Linked DNA regions of Mus musculus: region 2 is linked to region 1. A link is a contact called in public promoter capture Hi-C data. All regions are on one chromosome and are shown on one strand. The core of a region is the stretch at or near the end of the contact, and the rest is flanking DNA. Distances in the headings are between cores, read along the strand shown.

Region 1 (6,651 bases), core at 1,442-3,941:
TGATAGGAATGGAGTATGAGTTGTTTGGAAGACTACAGAGGCAAAGTCACACTTTTATTGTAGGATACTGTCTGATACATTTTATGAACATGATTCACAATAATGAATAACAGGCGTCATCATATGACTGACATTTATTACATTTCTGCCCCGTAAAGTTTCCCCCTTTCCACACAATGTGATAGAGGAGAAAGTCGTTATGCCCCACCTCTGAACAGAATATGTCCTACGCTATTTTACACACTTCTTGCTCCAAACTCGTAGCCACGCCTTGTAACTTTTCAGTCCAGGCTCTTTGGTGGAAAATAGAGATGTGGAGAGTAAGGGTGTGCGTTAGGCTGTTGGGATTCTTTTCAGTAGTCACCCATCACCCCCAGGACTGAATTCCAGGCCTTCCCCCATGCTAAGGCAAATATTGTAGCACCGACTTCTCCATGAAAAAAATAAATCTCCAATTTCATCGTGATATTTCTAAATCCAAATGTAGGATTGCTGTAACTTTAGCTTGTTCAAAACCGATTTTTAATGATGGCTCTTAAACACTTTAGCCTCCCTTGGAGCCCACCACCCACCAGAGTTAGTGGAAAAGAAAGGATATGGGGGTTGTGGGGGGAGAGTGGACCTGTTTAGAAAGGTTCTTTGGAGCAACTCCCATCTGTGTTGTCAGGAAATCATCAGTTCACTTCACAGTTCAAAGACAGCAGCAGCTCGATCCACGTGCAAACACTTCACAGACACACCAGCAGTTCAGTTCAGTGGAGTCAGGATAGCAAGCAGGAAATCAGCAGCGGTGGCACGACCTAGCAGAGACAGCCAGGCCCCAGCCTTTGCTTTAGCATCCTCTCCTGTGTCTGCTTCAGGGAAACATTCCTTCACTTAGCCTTTCATGCCTGTGTCCACTTTAACGGAACACTCCTTCATGTGTTTGCCCCAGCAGAACACCATCCAGCACGTTCCAAAGAACCCTTAGCGTTTCCACTTCAGATTGCAGCGTTTCCATCTCATCTCTTTGGTTTTACACCTGTATTTCTTCTCTCTTATGATTTAAAAAATTAGTTTCCCAGACATGCTTAATACATTTTCTTACCAGTTATAAGTTCTGAAGTACATTTCAGAAATAATGCTAATGTTACTTCTAACAATATGAACAGATAAACAACTCAGTGTGTCTTCCCTCCTTTTGGGATAACATACCTTACTAGGAATGTTTAAAGTCCAGCCATTCTTTTCAAAGTAAGAAAACCTATGTATGTCTGTATGAATGCATGCATGTATGTATATACGTATGCATTTAGGAAAAGGGTCTCCTGCAGGCTAAACCCTAAGTGGTTCCTACTTGCACCTCCCAAATGCCTGGATAACCATTGTAAGCCACTACTCCCGGCTCAACCCATAGTTAGGGTCTCATTTCTGTGAATTGACACTCTTCACACCAAGGCAACTCTTATAAAAGACAACATTTAATCAAGGCTGGTTTTACAGGTTCAGAGGTTTAGTCCATTATTATCACGCTGGGACGCACAGCAGTGTGCAGGGGGTTGAGGGTTAGGGTTAGAGACAAAGAGCAGAGAGCTCTACCTCTTGATTGGAAGGCAGCAAGGAGGAGACCGAATATGTCTCACACTGGGTGTAGCTCAAGCATTTATATGAGAGCTCAAAGCCTTCCTCCACAATGACATACCCTGTCCAACAAGGCTACACCTCCTAATAGTGCCACTTCCTATGGGCCAAGCATTCAAATACATGAGTCTATTCAAGTCACCACCGCACCTTAATTGTAAAACGTACTGTAATACATTACCATAATTTGAGGAGGGAGTTGTCATTTTCTGATTAAAAAAAGACAGAGGGTTAGTAATATACCACATTGAAGATTTTCCTCCTCAGCAATTATGAAAGTAATTTAACAGTAATATGCTTGGATTTACAAACTTGCCACTGAAGACGAGTCTTAACTATTTTCACTTACAACTGTCTACACGGCCCAGAACTTTAACACATCTTTTCTCCGGACAGAGGTGGTTTGCAAAACCTCCAGACTAAAACTGCTCACCTTCCCTACCTCCTCCAACTGGGCTTAGTCACTATAATATACAACCTGCGTGCAACCATGCAACCGGATGGGTTACGCAGCCCAGGCAGGCTTAGGTCCTCTGCGTGGAGCACACTAACAAGCTTACTAGTAAACAATGGCACTCGGTGCCACTTGGAGATCCCAGGTCAATTATTATTATGGAAACCCTGCAGAGCTCTCTCCCAGAGATGAAGCTCGCATGCCCAAGTCAGCTGCTCCTGCGGACTTGGCTCACCCACAGGCAGCGCAAAGTTTGCACCATCAGAACCGGGAAGCCACAATCTCTAGTTCTCTTTTATTACTTTATGCCACTGACTCATTAGATGACCGGCCAAAGGGTGAAGAAAAAAAGATGGCAACTTCCTTCCGATAGAAAGCACCGGCTTGGGACGGGAAAGGGAAAGAGTGGCCCAACCGGACAACAACAGCCTGCTACAGCCTCCTTGGGCTTAAGTGGAGGTGGCACGGAGATGCTGGGCGGGGCCTCTAGAAACCGCGAGGACTGGAGGCGGCGCCTCGAAAACCACGCCCGCCTCCAGGTGCTTAACGTCACGCGGTCCGCGCCGCGCTGATTGGCTCGTTCAGGGAGCCCCGCCCCCTCAGCTGTAGCCGCGCCGGCTTAGGCGTCGCCGCCATCTTTGTTGATGTGTCAGCTCCGCAGGGGTTTTGGGGGAAAACCTCCGCTGAGAGCCCGGGATCTGCAGTGGTCTCCGCGCGTGACTTCCTCACCCACTCCGCGTCGGCTACACGCCGCCATGGGTTCGTCGGCCCTGGAGCCGGAGCTCCATCGGCCTCGCTAGGGTGCGGCCCGGGGCTGGACGACGGACGGTGAGTGGCCGAGGGGCGTCCGGGACGGGCGCGCTCGGGGAGCGCTGGTCTGCGCGCGTGGACGTGACGGGGTGGTAGCCCCGGGCTGTACGCAACTCCGCGCGTGGACGTGACGGGGCTGGCGGGGCCCTCGGGGGGCTGTGCCCGGAGGCGCGGCCGCTCCCCCGCCGCACCAGCGCGGTATCTCCGGGGACGCGGTCCGCAGCGTTCGGCTTTTCCAAAGATCCCGATGTATTTTCATATATTTTCACCTTGGTAGGGAAACCATTTCAGATTTCTCTCTCCCCTTCTACCTATCCTCAAAGTAGCAATCCCAGGGAAACAGCGCGCGGGGAGAATGATGGCTCAGCTGCCAACAATTCGTAACTTGTTACAATATTCACATCTTGATTGTTATTTAGAGAGGAGACTCGGGTTTGTACGCAGAACACCTGGGTTAGAGTCAGAAAAGACTACAGTAAAAAAATATGACAGCGAACCAGAAAAGATGTCTCAGACCCAGTGTCACGCACGGTCCTTTGATGTCCCAGCCTTTTCCTTTCTTCTGAAGTGGTACACAGGGTGCTTGTCTGAGGAAAAGATGAAACAAATCAGTTATGACAGTGTTTCAAAGTGCACGTGTAGCCAGCCATCCCAAGGAAAATCGGTCTGTTAAGTGTTAGGTTTATTAGCGTGGATGTGGCCTTTGTGCACTTAATTGTGAAGGAGATTAAGGACCCAGAGACAAGTGATACTGAAACGGATGCGTCTTGTGTATCAAGTCCACCGTGTGCAGCTACTTTTTAGCTCTTCGTTAATTAATGGTTACACAAATGAAACAACAGTAATGATTGGCCTACTTCTTTTATGGTTCCTTTTTGGTCTTCCCATGTTCCCATGTGCAGATTTTGGGCAGGCCATAATCTTGTACTGTTGCACCAAGGCCTTCCTTCTCCTTTGTACAGGGTAATAGGTAAGTATGACTTTGGAAGGCTACCAGAAGACACAGGGACTGTGTTTAGTTTTTTTGAAGGCCTTTTCTAATTTAAAACAATAGAAACTTAAGGTGTTTGATTGAGAACAGGTTCCATGGAGTAAGGGTGACATTTCCCAGTCTGATTTTTTTTTTTTTTTCCAGACTGAAATCCTGAGTGGTAGAAGAAGGGGCACTCATAAACCTTTAGTTCCTTCACACAGGAACCAAAGACTTATTCTTTGATGCTGTGCAGTGCGGCAGCATGGCTGCTGCTGATTCCTTAGTGTGTTCAGTCCTGAAAGTGACTGTGATGAACAGAACACTCAGCCCAGCTCTCTGAGGAAGCTGTGATGGTTGGGAGCCCAGGCAGCCTCACTGAGAAAACTGTCTTTCCGTTTGACAGCATCTACCCTGGTTTACAAAAGTCATTCAACTCACTGTAAAGAAAGAATATTCAACTTCAAATTCTGCTTTGTTTGTTTGTTTGTTTTTAATAATAAAACTAAAATTTTTCTTTTATTTTTTTTGTCTTTAAATGACTAAGGTCAGGTTTTGATTTTTCTCATAAACATCACTTCATTTACAATAGTTTTATTTAGTATTTATTTTAAAAGCAGCAACAGGATAGATAATTTAGACCTACAAATGCTCCTGTAATCTTACACCATTTCAAACTTATTTGAACTTGCTTAATGGAGAGTTTGCATCCAAGAAGTAAACTATTAGGTAAAGGGGCAGTAGACACCAAGAGCAGAAGCAAACTCTAGGATACTGCCAACTGTCTTGAGCGTAGTGGAAGCAAACTCTAGGATAATGGTAACTGTCATGAGTGTATTTCTTAAAGCTTGAGCTGGTCATTCATTGTAGGCTTATGTAGTAAGTACTAAATAGGTGTTGTTTTTAATAAAACTTAAATCTTACCAAATTAACCAAATTCAGGCATAAGTACAACTCTTTTAGTAAATGTAGAAATTCTATTTAATTGAATTCATTTTTCTGATATTTGGTTTTCATATTTTTTTTAAAGATTTATTTTATATATATATCAGTAGACTGTCACTGTCTTCAGACACACCAGAAGAGGGCATCAGATCCCATTATAGATGGTTGTGAGCCACCATGTGGTTGCTGGGAACTGAACTCAGGATCTCTGCAAGAGCAGTCAGTGCTCTTAACCGCTGAGCCATCTCTCCAGCCCCATTTTCAGATTTTTTTGAAAGAACGGTTAAATAAAAGTACTTACGTTTTTCTCAGACTTTATTGCAGTTGATACATTCTGTACAAGTCGCTTCAAGGTAGAGTTCTGTATTAATGTTATGCCTCAATACTTTAAAAGCCATTTTAGAGTCTAAAGTACCCAAACCATGGTTGCCTGTTTCAGAGGTGAGAGTGTTACTGCTGCAAGATATCAGCTATCCAGTGTCTCACTGAAGATACAGTAGGGGAAACTCAAGAAGACAGGAGCAGCTGTGGGCTGTGTGCCGTCTGTGTGACCGTTAGAGAGCTGAGGCAACTTAGTACATTCAAACTGTAGTTGGGCTTGATGCTGACTCTGAAGTCTTCCTTCTTGGAGAACCAGTTCTAGAGATCTTTGAAACAACAGTCTTAGCTTTCTCCTCTTAAAGTAAGACTGGGTCTAGGCAAGCTTGCCTTCTGTGAAACCCCAGTCCCGGCTCTTTGCATCCGGGAAATGTGACTGACTAGTATTTCTTACACAGCTTCTCTTCTGTTTCTCTGCTTTGTTATTTTAGTTTAAAAGCTTAATCTAGCAAAGTGTGTCAGCATTTACTATTTAGGGATTATGAGGAGATACTGATTGGATGCTTTTTGATTTTTTACTTTTGACTTGAGATGACGGGCCAGAATTTTGCTAGAGCTGATAGGAAAGGAAAGGAAGTGACTTTAGTTATGCTACTTTCAAACCCCTTGGGAAATATGCAAAGACTGTCTTAAAGTATTTATATTTTCTTACAAAGGACAGGAAACCATTTTATTGACTTAAATAAGTGATCTCCCAAGCCTCGGTTGCATATGTCAATGCATACTAGAGAAGGGTGGGTCTACAGCTAGAATTATTGGGGGGCGGCGGAGTGGTGCAAAATCTAAAAATTATAAAAAATATTTGAACTAAGATTATTCAACTGGATTTAAAGCCAAGCCTTTATCCTGAAATGTTGGTTTGCTTTATACTGCTACAGTGGGAAGGATTCTGATCTGTGGTCTCAGCATTTCACAGCAGCAAAACAAAGATTTAACAGGCTCAGTATTAGTCAGACTGTACCTGAGGCCTGCACCTGAGGGTGCCTGTTTTATTTTGCACCATGTTCCAATGCCTACAACAGCGTCCATATGGAAAAGCTGCCCTGTGCATGTTTGGCAGGTGAACACTTGGGACTTTATTTTTGAGTTGGTTCCTCTGCATGATGCTCATTTGATGACTTGTTACCAATTATCTGTAGATTGAATTCAGTTTCTATTTATAGTTTTGTGAGCCAGCCTACGGTTTTGTTCTTATAGACTAATTATGGGAAACCAGAAATAGTACTGAAAGCTGTTAGTGTTTTCAGTTATGTAGTTTTGTGTGGAATAACTTTCTAGAAATCCGAGTGTGTTCATTAAAGAATGCAAGAGGCTCTGGGATAGTGCTTGGCATGGCGCCTTTTTGCTGGATGGCTGCAGCTGCTGCACTGCAGTCAGATCGCCCAGTTCCCACTGCCACAGGCCTGTACTGCTGTGTCAGCGACAGAAGGACTATGGGGACAGCGAGGGATTGGGAGGAATTTTGTGATTACAG
Region 2 (6,651 bases), core at 2,964-5,463, 3.1 Mb before region 1:
GGAAGAAGAGAATCAGCTCTTGCAAGTTGTCCTCTGACCTCCACTTGGGTGCTGTGGTATTTTTCCCATCTGATAACTAATTAAATAACTAAATGAATATATTTTCAAAAGAGAGGTATTATTACAAAAAAAACCCCTACTCTCTGTGCATGCTCATAAGGAGACAATTTGTACATCTACAAACCGTTGTTTATGATAGCTAAAAATTGGAAACAATTTCAATGTTCCTTGGAAGGACAAAAGATCAAATGGGGTTTATTCATCTTGTCCAATACCATATAGCAGTTGTCATGAATACATTCCTGTTATATGAATTCATATGCATCTATTTGGTTGAGGGAACAAAGGTTGTCTGACATAATATTATGAGACCATAATCAAGAAATGGAAAATCTTTTACATGAAACGTCCTTATGTGCAAATGTGTGCTCTGCTTCACAATTTCTTGCCCTCCCCAGCATCTCTTCATAGTTCAAAGAAGCTGCCGATAACAGAAGTTATACTGATGGCTATAAGGGAACTGTTCAAGGCTTTTCAAGCCACTTGCCCTGTGTGTAATTTCTTCCAAATCTTGAGCTGTTTGGTGTCGATTTCCTCAAGAAGGGCCAATTAATTAGAGTTACATTTGCTTCCTTTCTCTGATCATTAATTGCTTTCATTTGGGGGAAGAGAATACACAGGACATCTTGAGATATATACATACATATATACATATCTATTCCTTCCAAATTAGGGGATCCATCATTAATAAATTACATAAAAAGGAAATCTGCTTTAGTATATTTTCTGTACCCAATTAGGTAATTAAAATGCAATTTGCTTCTTCGTGCTACAGTTGGACTAGTTGGAATCAGGACTGGGAGGAGATGCCCTGGTGTTTGTTAGGACAGACTCTGATTTTACAGATGGCTAAAAGAAGGAAATTTTCTTCCTAAAGATACATAGCCAGCAATACGCAAACATGGGATTCAGAGCCAGGCTTCTGGCCCAGGCTTTGTACGCTACATAACATATTGCCTCTCATGTATCACAGTCTAAGTCCTCACGACTCCACAGGACTGATTAATCAGTGCAGTGATGAAAATGAAACAAACAACCTCTCAAATCCCCGACACTAGTCCTTGCGAGTCCTTGTTAGGCTTCGATGTGCCAAATAATTTCTTACTTAAAGTAAAGCGCTCGCATTCAGTGAGTGTCTGTATCTGAAGTTTGAAGGTCTTAACAATACCCTGGAAAAGGTTTTTGCTTCTCTTTAGCGTCTCCATCTCCATCTGGAAAACAATTAACACACCACCCATTACATAATGCATGCTAAAGCATTAACACGCTGGACCCAGTGGACTATTTAAATACTGAGTGTTCATAATTGTCCTACAGGAGAGCCACAAGATGCGAGCTTAGAGATGTGGATGTTCAATGGGAAAGCCTTCCAACGTGCTAGGAATAAACTCCCTTGTGGAGCTGTCTTGAAAGGCGCAGTACCTGCTGTTTTCATCCATGGAATCTTGTGAGCTGTGCATGTGGTGGACAATTGTGATCACTTTAACTTTCTGGTCAAATTTTTCTCACCGAATCAAGTGTTTACAATATAAAATCAGAATTCTCAACCTTTTCCTCCTCTAAAATATGTCCTTTACCCCCACTGCCTTGTTTTTAGAATTGCATTAAAGATTTCTGGACATATCATTACTAATAACAAAAAAGAAAAAGAAATTTAAAAATAAGTAGCTGTCTTCCATTTTGGGGTTTTCTGTATTCACTCATATGATCTTCCCAACTTTAAAAATAACTACACATACACTTTAAAAGTGGTAAAAATCATTTTTAAAACTTACAAAAACCTGAACACTTTAGTAGAGCACTTTGATCTCAGGTCTTATATAAATATTATTTTTTCATATGAGCCAATCATATTCTTGGCTTAGCCGACATGCTTTTATATTCTGAATGTAGTGATGCAATAAAAAGGAATCACTCTAGGAAATTGCTTCTTTTTTATAATGCAATTCTAGACTTTCTTTGGCTCTTATGGTTTGTGTGTTCATTTGGTTCCCATGAGCAAAAAGATGCTATTTTCTTATTCAGACTTAAAACTATTATGTCACGAATTCCTATCTTGCTACTCAGCAATATTAAACAATTTTGGCTCTAGCTAAGTTTTGAAAAAACTCAAATGTAGGTGTGATAAAAGAGAGGACAATATCAATTGTCAGTGCTTGAATTTAGAGCATTTTCTGCATTGTGTTGGAGCCTGTTATTGCGTTGCTGTGGACTGCTGTAGCCAACTTCCACCCTAGAAATGGCTGCATTTCAACAATGAGGGGAATGATACTTGTAAACAAGTTTATAACCATTAATAAAGCTTAGCAAACACTGTAAGTGCTTTAAAAACACAATCCATTATTATAATTGCCTATTGTTTAATTACAACCTCTAATAGAAATGTGAAACCTTTGAAATGCAGTTTATAAAACTAGGCTTAAATTGGATGTCAAAACACTTATTTTGTTTCTCTACAAGTTTCAGGTGTCATATTATTTCTCTCTAGAGATGCTGGTGAAATTCCACCACTGACTGCTCCAATGTACTCTTTACAAATCCCTGAAAATATTTTTTCTTTAGAGTTGACAACTGCCCGCTCTGGGATCCAGATGCTATGTGCACAGTGAGATGATTTTGTTCTGCTTTGCACACATGGCCTTTTCAAACACTGTCTCCCCGGGATGGAAACTCAGCTCTCCCCGGGATGGAAACTCAGCTTGTATAACAGAAGTTCTAAAACTTGCCCGATAATAATAAACCCAATACCTTACAGTTTATGACCATTTTAAGTTGGATAAAGCACATTCCTATCTATCATATTTATTCTCAAAATTAGTCCCATAAAGGGAGAAAAGCATTTAGTCAGTCAACAGATTGGTTAGCATGTCTGTTTAATGCTTAGTTCTCTAAAGTCCTTCAGGGATGTCTAATCTTTTGACATTGCTTGGAGAGCTGTTGTCTGTCTGCAAAGTTCTCCCTGAAGAAAAGCACAATGCAGTTAAATACTCTCATAGCATTTAAGGTTGGGTTTGGCCTCATTCATAGCTATTGTTGGCCGCAGGTTGGATGTGCTGCCAGGAAGTGCAGTCCAAAGAGCTTCAGAATTTTCCTAGGCAGACATGGACAGAAATAAAGTCAACAGAGGTAGTATGCATCTCCTGAGACTGAAAAGCAGAGACAGTACTCCTGTCCTCTCTGGCCATGAAGTTGGGGTTTGGATTCCTGGAGGACTTGACAGTGAGCGCTCAGGGAATGCTTTTGACTTGGACGCCATACACACAACTTAGAAAGGGGGAAAAAAGACTAAATAGTTCCGTAGAATTATGGTGGCAGGCATGGGGGCCTGGTCTTCTGACGCCATCCCAAAGCGTCTATGATCTTTATTAAGCAAGGGAATCTTTATTAAGCAAGAGAATCTTTATTAAGCTTTGGAATCTATCTGCATCCTTTGCTTTTGGTCTGTGCTCAGGAGGAGGTCCCTTTAGTCAGTTGAAGGTTTCCTCTTCAAGACGATGGAGAACGGTTGGACGAAGTCTGAACTGTCACTCAAGAAGAACTACCACCATTAAAGGACACCAGCGCCCAGCTAGGACTGAACACACAGCTGGAACAGATTTCTGCCTTCCAAGATGGAAACCGGTTCTCTCCCAATAGCGGGCGGTGTATAGGGCCCAGTGCCGCCTCCCAGAACCCCTTGTCGGCCTCTGCGGGCTCACAGTTCCCCAGCCCGCTGCAACCGACAGGTTGGAACCTCAGCACCCACCGTCCAGCGCGCGCATCCCAGCCTCCGCGTCCCGCACCGCGCGCCCCGTCGTCAAGGCAACCAGGGAGGCGCTGACCCCCAACCCCGCCCGGCCCCGCCCCTCGCGCAGCCCCACTCAACATGGAGACGGCCAACCCGGAAGTGGCGCGGCCGCCGCGCGCCGGGCGCTAGGAGCCGCGGGTTGCTGGCCAGGCCTCACCCGGTGACACCGCCCGGCCTCGGTTTGCCACCCGCGCTCCGCGTCCCTCCGACACCGGTCCAGGTCGGCCGCTTCCGCCCCGCTCGCCCAGGCCTGCGCCACTCTTGGGGGGGAGGAGCCGAGGCGAGGCCGCGCGGGCGGGCGGAGGGAGCCAGGCCCCACGGCCGTCGACGGTTCGTATCAGCCGGGTCGGAGGAGGAGCCGGGCCGCGCGGGGCGGAGGCCGGGCCCTAGGGGCGCAGGTTTCAGGATAGCGGCGAAGCGGGGCGCGGGGCTGCGCGCGGAGGCCCGGAAGGCGCGGAGGTGATGTGGGCCCCTGTGCTTCTACGGAAGAAAGGGACCCCAGCAGCGGCGGCGGCCTCCCTACCGGTCCTCCTGACAGCAGCCCTTAGGGACCTCGCGGCAGCCCTGACTGCCCAGCTCACTGAAGTGCTCTTAAGGATGCAGTGATCAGGGTACGGGGCTCTCCCCGCGGGAGGGGCTCTGCCTGCGCTTCTGAACTCTGCGCAGAGAAAACAAAACAACAACAACAAAAAACAAAACCGAAAAACAAAACAAAACAAAAAACCCAGAATGATGCTGTCTGAGCAAGCCCAAAAGTGGTTTCCAACCCACGTGCAGGTCACAGTGCTCCAAGCTAAAGATCTGAAGCCAAAAGGCAAAAGTGGTACCAATGACACATACACCATAATTCAGTTGGGCAAAGAGAAGTATTCTACATCTGTAGCAGAGAAAACCCTGGAGCCGGTCTGGAAGGAGGAGGCCTCCTTTGAGCTGCCTGGGTTGCTCATGCAGGGTAGTCCGGAGAAATACATTCTTTTTCTTATAGTGATGCACAGGTCCCTGGTGGGACTGGATAAGTTTTTAGGGCAGGTGGCAATCAATCTCAATGACATCTTTGAGGACAAACAAAGAAGGAAAACAGAGTAAGTTATATAATTTATTTTGAATTTTGGGTACTTAAAGATATATGGATTTACTGTTCTTGAACATAGTATATTTGAGGCATTGGTCTTTGGGATTGAAATAGGATCCAGTATTAAGCACTTCTCTTTGCATGACTTTGAAGGGAAATAGCCTTTACTCTGATTTTTTTTTTAATGGAGTGATTAGTAAACCATTTTTTTTTCTCATTTCTGTGTGAGGTTAAGAGCTCTTAGTGGAATATTTTGCACTGGGTTTTAATACTTTTTATAAGAGGCCTAGAGCATGAACTAGAAAACCAGAAAATTAAATATATGCGTACCATTAGGTCTATGTTTGTTGAGCACTGTTAAAAAAATAAATTACTAGTAAAGGGTGTCAAAAGATAAGTTACTAGGTTTAGAACTCTTTATTTCAGCATTGGAAACAGTTGGCCTTATTTTTGCTCCACCAGTTTTCAGGGTCAGTACTTCTTGATAGGGTAGAAAGTTGTTAAAAGAACAAAAGTTTTGGAAGTCTGCACAGACATCTTCAGTCTTGAGCCCACTGACATTTTCCCTTTGAATTTACAGTATAGTGGAGCTATTGTTTACTGAAGAATTAGTTCAGCAAAGCTGTTGTGTAAGATCAGAGACAGTGATTACAGTCTTGTGATGCAGTGATTTAATGACTTCTTCGATGAAAACATGGCTTTTGAAATTGAACTTTCTAGCCTAAGTTAGATATACTTAATTTAAGAAATCAAAATTCAAATCAACACTAGGATGTTATGTGCTAAGTTGAAACAAGTAGCATCTTTGGAAAGGTAGGTCTGCTGTCCTGCTTTTAGCTTACATGCTTGTACACGCTTACCTTACACGCAGAGCTTGTAATGGGCCTGAAGGCTCATTGAGATGGCTGGAGTTTGTGAAAAGAGGGCTGAGGGAACTCATCAGAGGACTGCACTTTTCCCAAGTAGCTTAAAAAAAAAAAAGAACAAAACCCAGTCCTGATGCATGTTCATCTACCTACCCTTTAGAGCACTATTTTTGCAATGATAACTTTAAGCTCACATTAATTTCTTACAAGTATAGTGATCTTTTATCTGTCTTTATTTCCTTTGTAAAACCTGCCAGCAAACTTCATTTAATAAGAATTGTTTTTGTTTTGAATAAAGTCTTTACCTAAGATTTAGTGTATGTAAGAAAAAATACTAGAAATGCAAGAAGAAAAAAAATAGGTAAATATTCAATGAGGATGGGGGGAGGAGAAGAAGTTTAAGTTGTATATTTAATGATTTTTAAATTTCCTGATACTTAATAGCATGTTATTTCTTCTGAGGGATTCTTCATCAGATTTAAAATGAAAAAATGAATAATAACCAAATAATTTGTCCCAAATTGTCACTATGAAATGATCTAGTGTATACCCTTTAAAGTGTTTTGACTGTGAGGTTTTGAGCATCTACAGTTTCAAAATTTTTTGCCGTGCTTTAAAAAGTGCTTTTAATATTAATGGTAATATACTGCAGACCACTCGAACGTAAATTCCCAAATTTAAGTAGGCCCAAGTGTAGATCCAAAGATGCTGAGAACGAAGTAGCCCTTTAAAAATTTCTTGTTTTATTTCCGCCTTTGGCAGCTTTGCAGTTACAATAAACTAGACCATGAACAATACTCTAACAGTGTAGTCTGTCTATAAAATCAAGGACAGCTTTTGGAAGGGAGATGCTTTGAAATGCTATC

The links. Promoter capture Hi-C pulls out the DNA fragments that hold promoters and counts their contacts.
Region 2: a contact with region 1 is called in a promoter capture Hi-C map of pre-B cells, with 2.2 times the contacts expected there. The contact joins the promoter of Rab11fip2 here to the promoter of Ccdc186 in region 1. A contact is called at or near these places in 2 of 39 promoter capture datasets (liver and pre-B cells).

What each region holds. Positions count from the first base shown.
Region 1 is chr19:56,818,239-56,824,889 of GRCm38.p6, reverse strand. It overlaps Ccdc186 (coiled-coil domain containing 186), which reads left to right and starts at 2,691. Exons shown (of 16, transcript NM_170757.2): 1 at 2,691-2,902.
Region 2 is chr19:59,940,926-59,947,576 of GRCm38.p6, reverse strand. It overlaps Rab11fip2 (RAB11 family interacting protein 2 (class I)), which reads left to right and starts at 4,213. Exons shown (of 6, transcript NM_001033172.3): 1 at 4,213-4,929. The coding sequence starts at 4,577.